Regions from separate parts of the Triticum aestivum genome. Here region 1 is linked to region 2. Evidence: chromatin contacts called from public Hi-C data. All regions are on one chromosome and are shown on one strand. Each heading gives the region's core, a stretch centred on a gene start, on an enhancer-like site or on the middle of the called end of the contact. The rest is flanking DNA. Distances are from core to core; before and after follow the strand shown.

What was found. Hi-C and Micro-C count contacts between places; a contact is called where the count stands out from the background.
Region 1: a contact with region 2 is called in a Hi-C map of leaf, with 5 times the contacts expected there. The contact joins the promoter of LOC123092219 here to the promoter of LOC123092216 in region 2. A contact is called at or near these places in 4 of 5 Hi-C or Micro-C datasets (leaf and an unstated tissue).

Annotation. Positions count from the first base shown.
Region 1 is chr4B:373,288,735-373,292,654 of IWGSC CS RefSeq v2.1, forward strand. LOC123092219 (serine/threonine-protein kinase AtPK2/AtPK19) reads left to right here and starts at 2,601. Exons shown (of 7, transcript XM_044513921.1): 1 at 2,601-2,819; 2 at 3,717-3,920.
Region 2 is chr4B:373,077,298-373,081,822 of IWGSC CS RefSeq v2.1, forward strand. It overlaps LOC123092216 (protein ENHANCED DISEASE RESISTANCE 4), which reads right to left and starts at 2,005. Exons shown (of 4, transcript XM_044513918.1): 1 at 1,690-2,005; 2 at 1,315-1,355; 3 at 566-813; 4 at 1-439. The coding sequence starts at 686.

The DNA.
Region 1 (3,920 bases), core at 1,351-3,850, 210 kb after region 2:
ATTGGTGTGTCTCATAGGGGCACCCTCCCGGTATATAAAGGAGGGAGGGAGAGGAGGCCGGCCTTGGCGCGCCCCAAGTGGGGGGAGTCCCACTGGGACTCCTAGTGGGATTCGCCCCCCCCCCCTTCCTTTTTCCGGAGGGGGGAAGGGGGAAGGAGTAGGAGAAGGAGAAGGAAAGGGTGGCGCCGCCCCCACCCCTTGTCCAATTCAGTTTGCCCCTGGTGGGGGGCATGCCAGCCCCTTGCGGGCTGGTGTGCCTCCCTCCTATGGCCCATATGTCCCATATCTTTCCCTCGGGGGGGGGGGGTCCGGTAACCCCTCCAGTGCTCCGGTATGTACCCGATGCACTTCAGAACCCTTCCAGTGTCCGAATACTACCTTCCAATATATCAATCTTTACCTCTCGTCCATTTAGAGACTCCTTGTCATGTCCATGATCTCATCCGGGACTCCGAACAACCTTCGGTCACCAAAACACATAACTCATATAATACATATTGTCATCAAACGTTGAGTGTGCGGACCCTACGAGTTCGAGAAATATGTAGACATGACCGAGACACCTCTCCGGTCAATAACCAATAGCGGAACCTGGATGCTCATATTGGTTCCTACATATTCTACGAAGATCTTTATCGGTCGAACCGTTATGGCAATATACGTTATTCCCTTTGTCATCGGTATGTTACTTGCCTGAGATTCGATCGTCGTATCTTCATACCTAGTTCAATATCGTTACCAGCAAGTCTCTTTACTCGTTCCGTAATGCATCATCACACAATTAACTCATTAGTCACATTGCTTGCAAGGCTTCTTATGATGTGCATTACCGAGAGGGCCCAGAGATACCTCTTCAATATTCGGAGTGACAAATCCTAATCTCGATCTATGCCAACCTAACAAACACCTTCAGAGATATCTATAGAGCATCTCTACAATCACCCAGTTACGTTGTGACGTTTGATATCATACAAGGCATTCCTCCGATATCCGGGAGTTGCATAATCTCATAGTCGAAGGAATATGTATTTGACATGAAGAAAGCAATAGCAATAAAACTGAACGATCAATATGCTAAGCTAACGGATGGGTCTTGTCCATCACATCATTCTCCTAATGATGTGATCCCGTTTATCAAATGACAACTCTTGTATATGGTTAGGAAACTTAACCATCTTTGATTAACGAGCTAGTCTAGTAGAGGCTTACTAGGGACACGATGTTTTGTCTATGTATCCACACACATGTATCAAGTTTTCGGGTAATACAATTCTAGCATGAATAATAAACATTTATCTTGATATAAGGAAATATAAAATAACTATTTTATTATTGCCTCTAGGGCATATTTCCTTCAATATAAACATTAACTATGAACGTGGAAATAAAAAAAATAGTATTGCTAGGACATATTTTCAACAGCGCAGTGATCTGTGATTCACATGCTAATTTTGTTGCAACATGTACTTTCTTTCCCGATGCTTCTAATGCATCGTTGATGGGAGCATACGCTACGAGGGAGGGCCTTTCGTTGGTAGCGTCGAGGGGATATCATCATATTATTGTGGAGTATGATTCTACTAGAGTAGTAGGAGCGTGTATGGGATCGTCTACATGGTGGTGTGAAGATGCGACAACGTGTGTTGATTGTGTGGACTTGGTTTCGAGATAGGAGATGTCCAATTTGTGCACAGTTTTTTTTGAGCCGGAATACTCTCTATTCCATTAACCAAAACAACCAGCCAAATCGCTGGCAATCATCGCATGAACAAAGTCTGGCGCCCCATCAGGCCACAAGGCTGAGGATGCATGGGTCATACGCACACCATGAGCAGCTAAAGTGTCAGCTACTTTATTACAACCCCTTGGGCAAAAAACAATCTTAAAACGAGAAAAATTTAACCAAGCAAAGATTTTCACGTAATTGGCAGACAATTCTCTCTCTTTTATTTTCGAGCTTCTCATGAATGACGTTTGGTGTTAATCAATAAAAAGGTGTGTCTAGGTCTTAGCCGATTGAGACTTAATCAAGTCTCAGTCAAGTGACATGATATAAGTAAGAAAAAGAAAAAAAAGAAAAAAATTGCATGGATCTCCACGCAAAGATCAAACGAATAGAGATCGACTGAGACATAACTAAGTCTCAGTCGACAGAGACTTAGCAAAACTGTCAATAAAATAAGCCATGATGGCATTCCTTAAAAAAAAGAGATAAAACGTGATGTAAGCAATTCAAAGTTTGAAACTATTCAAAAAGAGATAAGACGTGTGGTTCAGAGAAGAAACCGATCCATAAAAACAAGATTCTTTACACAACCTCTCTAACACGCTCCCTTTGGCTTGGCCCGCAAAAGAAAAGAAAAAAACTTTGGCTTGGCCTACACAGCACACGGCAGAGCTCTATCTCTCTATCCCTTTCGCAGGGGGGAAACCAAACCAAAAACTAGAAGCAACCTTGGCGCCAAACCAAGATAACCCCTCGCGTTTTGCGCGAGGAGAGAGCGGATTGACAACCACCAGAACTGCCCGCGTGCCTCTTCCTTTCCCCCCGTGACCATGACAGCGGGCCCCAGGTGGTCCAACTGGCGGCCCATCTCGGCGGCGCAGCATATTCGCCACAAGCCAACTCGCATCGCGAGCCCGCCTCGATCCCGTTAACGGAGTCCACCAATGCGAGCCCGCCACGCGTCCCCTTACGGTTACCGGAGCCCCGCACACCACGCCCCTATTCTATAATAGGAGCCCCCTCGCCGCCCCGCCGCAGGGGATCGCCGTGCACTCGCCGCCGCTTCCAGCCGTCCCCCTCACCCTCCGCAAAGGTTCGTAGCCGTGGTCTCTCCGGCCCTCCTCTCCTCCGTTTCCTTCTATTTTCTCCTCGCCGGGACGTTCGTCCGGCTCGAGCACGCCTCTTTTACGCGTCTTTTTCCGATTATTTCGGGTGCAGTTAAGGTTTTGCGATTGCTCGTCTGACCGGTTAGCGCTGCGGGTTTCGCGGCGCCCAATTGCGTTGGTGCCTGGGCGCAGATTCGTGGGTCTGTTAGATCTGCACAGGATTCCGTTCTTTGGATCTGTGGCGCTCATAGTGGGCAGGGGCTAGTCGTCGATTTGGGATTTAGCTGATGCCTTGACCTTCCATGGTAATTGTGTCCTTCTGAGTGTAATTCGGTGCGTGTATATTATGTTAGAAAAAGTACTCCTATGGTTTTGTACGGTTAATTTGGGTGTTAGCTGCGAGAGGTGTGGATACGCAGTAAATTTGTGAGCTCTCCAATAAGTTTCCTTCCCGTTCTTTTTTGTCTGGGTTTATTGACACGCGTCCCCATTCTTGGCAGATGGGAATGCCAATTTTAGTTGGGCTTCGTGTTTGGATAGGCACTAGATCGGGCATAGGATGGACGTTTCATCAATCGGGGTTATTTCGAGGTAGAGACGTATCCTGGTTGGGTGGGTCTCATGACTTTTGGGGCTAAATTTGGAATGCTGTTGTTCCTCTGATTGGAAAACCCTTTTTTCTAACTTCAGTAGCAAATTACTTTTAGAACACGCTTTAACTGTCTTTACGTTTAGTCTCTGCTTAAGATAACATGGTGCCCTACCGATTCAATTTGCAGATGAGCACATGGTTTTATACTTTGAATAATCCCAATGTTTTTCTTAGTACAAGCTTCCTTATTTGTGAAATTGTTGAATTAACTATAATATCCTTCTGCGTGCAGCCCATAGACAAGTTGATCTCATGTATTCAGGAAGAACAGTGGCATCCAGAGTTTCCTGTTCATCGGGAAACAACGGAAGCTTCCCGCCCTGCCTTTGCCCGGGATTCCTGGGATTTCCTGTTGTCTCCGTGAACTTCCACTTGTTCAAGGCCATTGTTCGCAGCCCTGCATCTTCCGTTGTCTTGGGTATTTGTGGAAGGAGCC
Region 2 (4,525 bases), core at 755-3,254:
TTCTCTTCTTTGTCAGAATCTACTATCTGTGTGCCATTCCCACTGCGACTGGGTTGTATAAGGGCAGCAAGATCTTCCATTTCTCCATTGGTGTCCTGCCCATCAGAACTGCCGTCTTCGCCGGTATTTGCAACCTCCATAACATTCTCCTCATCTGACATAATATCACCCTTGTCGCTGCTTCCGGTGCCATTGCACTCTTGCTCGATCTCGGTGCTTGGAGCACCAAGCGTGATGGAGTCATCCGCAGCAGCATCAATAGAACCCAGTTTGTTGCTTTGGGGAGACACCCCATTGCTCACAGAGGTAACAACAGAGTAATTACCAGAGTCTTGCCGAACTTGTTTTGTCGACACCCCATTGCTCACAGAGGGAACAAGAGAGTAATCCCCAGAGTCTTGCCGAACTTGTTTGGTGGCATCGCTGACACGGATTTTAGCTGCATAAATGTAAACACATGCCAAAAAGAACAATCAATTCCTCAGAAACTAATGAGCAGCCGATTGGTGTATGCCAGTTCATAAGGAGAAAACCTCGCTAGTTGAGTGTGGCAAGGCATTCGTACCTCTAAGAGTGGTGTTACATCCACCGCACTGGTAGACTGAAACATTTGCAGGTTCTGGTAGAATGTTAAGACACTTTGGGCACCTCACAAGGCGAAACCCGCTTGTGTTAGCACTTGCCATCAAACAAGAAAGACCAAGGGCATCACCCAGACCACAATATTTCCAGGCGGTAGCTATCTACCAGCTACCACCAAAATGATATGCCTGCTAAAGATGTCTTTTTATGCTGTAATACGAGGTCCAGAATCTGCAAACATTCAAGAGCAAAATGATGAGATTCCACTAGCACCTGGTTGGAGTAATAGCATGAAAACCTAACCTGGCTAAAAAAATTCAAAGTCCATTGAACGTGAATGACATGTATCCGTGGTGTGAAACAAATCTGAAGAAACGTAAAGGACAAGGTACTGCAAGAAATACAGTTGCAGCACCACATACAAATAAGATTAGCTGTTGTTTGTGTGAAAAATAAGATTGGCTGGTGAACAAGAGCAAGAAATGCAGGGGCAAGATTGCACCACGTACTACTGCCTTCGCGGTTGAAACATTGAAATCATCAGTAGGCAAATAGGCGTTTTGGCCTATTGGCTAAATAGGGAGGAATTTATTTGGGGAGTTGGGCGATTAGAGAAACAAACAAATCGGAAGGCAGTGATTGTTGGGATCCCTTTGTCTTGCTCATCCAGAATTAATCTACTGGGACAAAGACGTAGAGTAGTAGTACTAATAAGGTACTGATTGTTGGTACCTTATTGTGGCATGTTGGTTGGTTGGTAGTAGCACGTACACCTGCCGAAATCCAAAGTAGGATCTCCATAAGGAACGGACGGAGAATCTTACATGTTCGTACGTATCTCGGAAACAAAATCTTATGTGCTATGGAGTCGCAACCTAGTCCTAGTACAGAGAAAAAATAAAATAGAAAAGACAGAGCAATCGATGCTGACTTACTGATGTCTAGGAACAAGCACATGAAGAGAGCAATCTGGAAGCCAGCTCGAGACAGAGAGAAAAGATGAAATGGAGGAGATGAGGGAAGGGGAAAAAAAACTAGGCTCTGGAAAGGCACCGAATGCGGAAGGAAGAAGAGGAAGAGGAAGAGGGGAAGAAGCCAAGAAGTCACCTTTCCCGTTGTTCCCTGGCCGCTTCCACCTCGTTGTTTCCACCACTCTTCCCCGGGAGGCGCAACAATCACCACAAGCTCGGGAGCTTGTGCAACCAGCCCTGCCCGTGGTCGCCGTCTCTCGCAATTCGGACTCGAGTTCTCGGAAGTTCCACGCTCGCCCCCGGGCTCACCACTAGTCAGGTCAGGTCAAGCGGAGTAGGAGTAGTATATACACAACACAGTGGAGGACTGGAGGAGGAGGGGGAGGAGGAGAGTTGACTGATGGTAGGAAGGAAGTTTTAATGCCCCGATCCCCGGTCTGAACGGGGTTGCGCGCAGCGGGGAAGACTTTCGCCGCGCGCTGCCAGCGGAGAGCGATAGCGAGAGAGAGAGGTGGGGAAGGAAGGAGGGAGAGTCCACGGTCAAACGCGCGCGCGGTGTAAAATACTCACTCCGGTCCTTTTTACTCTGCACATTGGATTTGCCAAAAGTCAAACTTAACTAAGTTTGACCAAATTTATATTAAAAATTATTAGCATCTATGATATCTAATAAATATAATATGAAAATATATTCCGAAATGAATCTAATGATGTTGGTGTTGTTATGTAAATGTCAATAATTTTTTATATAAACTTGGTCAAAATTGGATGAGTTTGACTTCAGACAAACCTAATATGCAGAGTAAAAAGGACCGGAGGGAGTAACAGCGCAAGGGAATGACTCGGGATAGGGAGAGGGAGAGGTTGATCGGCCGGCTGTGGATCTCTTAGGCCTTCCACTATGTAGTCGATGCCCCGTTTATTAAAATATAGCTGGCTGGGCAGCGATGCCCTGGAGACATTATTTGGCACCCGTCTCACAATGTGGTGTTCGTAGCCTTGAAAAAAGCTGGACCCAAGAGGCCAATAAAATACTCAACCAGCCATCAACTACTTGCTTTACGTGAGTGTCTTCAGTCTGCTTCACTTTCTTCTGTGGGCCAGGGAGCTAATTGTTTGCTGCTTGTGGATTTGGCACCGGAGCAGCTACTTGCTCCGGTTCCCAGAATCTTTTTTATGGCACCGGCTGGGCAATGAAGAGCACCGGTGCCAAATAAAGCAAAAGTGTATTTAGCATCACTTTTGGCCTACATAGTGGAGGGCCTTAGACTCCTTCCGCGGCTGTGCTCGCTAGTGCTCGTGGTGGGTGGGTCGGGGGGCTCCGGTGCACCTCGCCGCCACGTCCAACCCTCAGCTCGTGGTTCTGGATGCTGCAGTGCCAGGACGCTGGGACCGTGTGGGGCCGAGTCGCCCGCTTTATCCACGCGTGCTTTGCCTCCGCGACCGCGAGACTCTTTGCTGCCTTCCCAGTTTCATCCTTTTAGACCAACTCTAGGGCACGACCCCAGACGGACGTCTGTTTGGGGCGGGCCATAGGGACGTGTCCGGGCCATTTCTGAGATGCGGTGACCGTGCGCCCAACGTGTGGACCCATCCTTCGGCCGCATTCGGTCTGTCTCATTTTTCAAACGTAAATTTTCGAATAAACCACGCCCTAGTTCATGCGAGCAGCCCTAGTTCATGTCGGCAACACAACCCGCCTACACGTCCTCACCGGTGACTCAACCAGCGACCGGCAACAGAGCCAACCTACAAAATGAATAGTTTTGTCGCCGGCAACACAACCAGCCTTCAAAATGAATAGGTTTCTCGCCGGCACCCATGCCAGCCTCCAAAAAGAACGGCCACGGCCGAACAGACCACCTAATTCAGGCTGTCGGCGTCGAGCATCTCCTTCTGCCTGGCCTCGAACTAGCTCCTCGTCTTCTCGCTCATCTTGGTCAAGTCCACGCTCATGATCGCTAGGGCCACCTCCTTTGCTTTGGTTGCGGCATTGGTGGCCTCGATGTCGAGCTGCCTCTTCCTGGCCGTGACATTGGCGGCCTCGATGTCGAGTTGCCTTTGCCGGGACGCCTCCTCCATGTCGATCTTCCTCTTCTTGGCCGTCTCCTCCATCTTAAGCTTCTTCCTTTGAAACTCTAGGTAATGCTTCATTTGCTCGTCCTTGCTTTGTCACTTCTTCTTGTCCGTCACATCCTTTTGAGACATCATGTCGTGCAAAGTCTCATGTAAGGTCATGGATGACGCATCACGTATGCCGTCAATCTTGGAGTTGGTCTTGCCCCTCGGCCTCTTCAACGCCTCACCATCTCCACCTCCGGCCAACGCGGCCGTCTTCTTGCCTCTCTTCCTTTGAAATTCACGATAATGATCTTTGAACTTAGGGCAATTGTTGATGAGCGTCCAACAATGCGTAAGAATGAATGGCTTGTCATTATGTCGGGCCTTGAATGCTTCCAAAGATTTAAATGCCTACACAATCAACAACAATTGAACATGCAAACATATAGAAGGCCGAAGTCTCATGGCTGTAGCAACGAAAGATAAGAGAGCATACCATGTCCCCAATGCCGAGACCACTCATGGGCCGTGCTTCAACGCTCTCAAGTGCGGCACAATACTTGTTGCATTCTTGTTGGATGAACAACCACCTCTTTTGAATCGAGGTGATGCCACGGTCGCTTGCAAATTGGTAGGGCGCAAACAAATTTGGGTGAACCACCTCTTTTGCGCTTCCGCTCTTTGTGTTAGCTCGTCGATGAATGATGGCTCGCCCCCAACATCAATGCCTTCCTCTTCTTCATCACCATCACCTTCGCAATAGATGCCATCATCTTCATGCCACGAGTCACCATGGTCGTAGTCAGCATGGTCGTGGGCCTCAATGTCTTCATCGGCAACGTACTGGCCGCGACTATCCTGACTTTGGGTCTCGTCGGGATAGTAGGCACTGCCATGCCCATCCTCGTAGA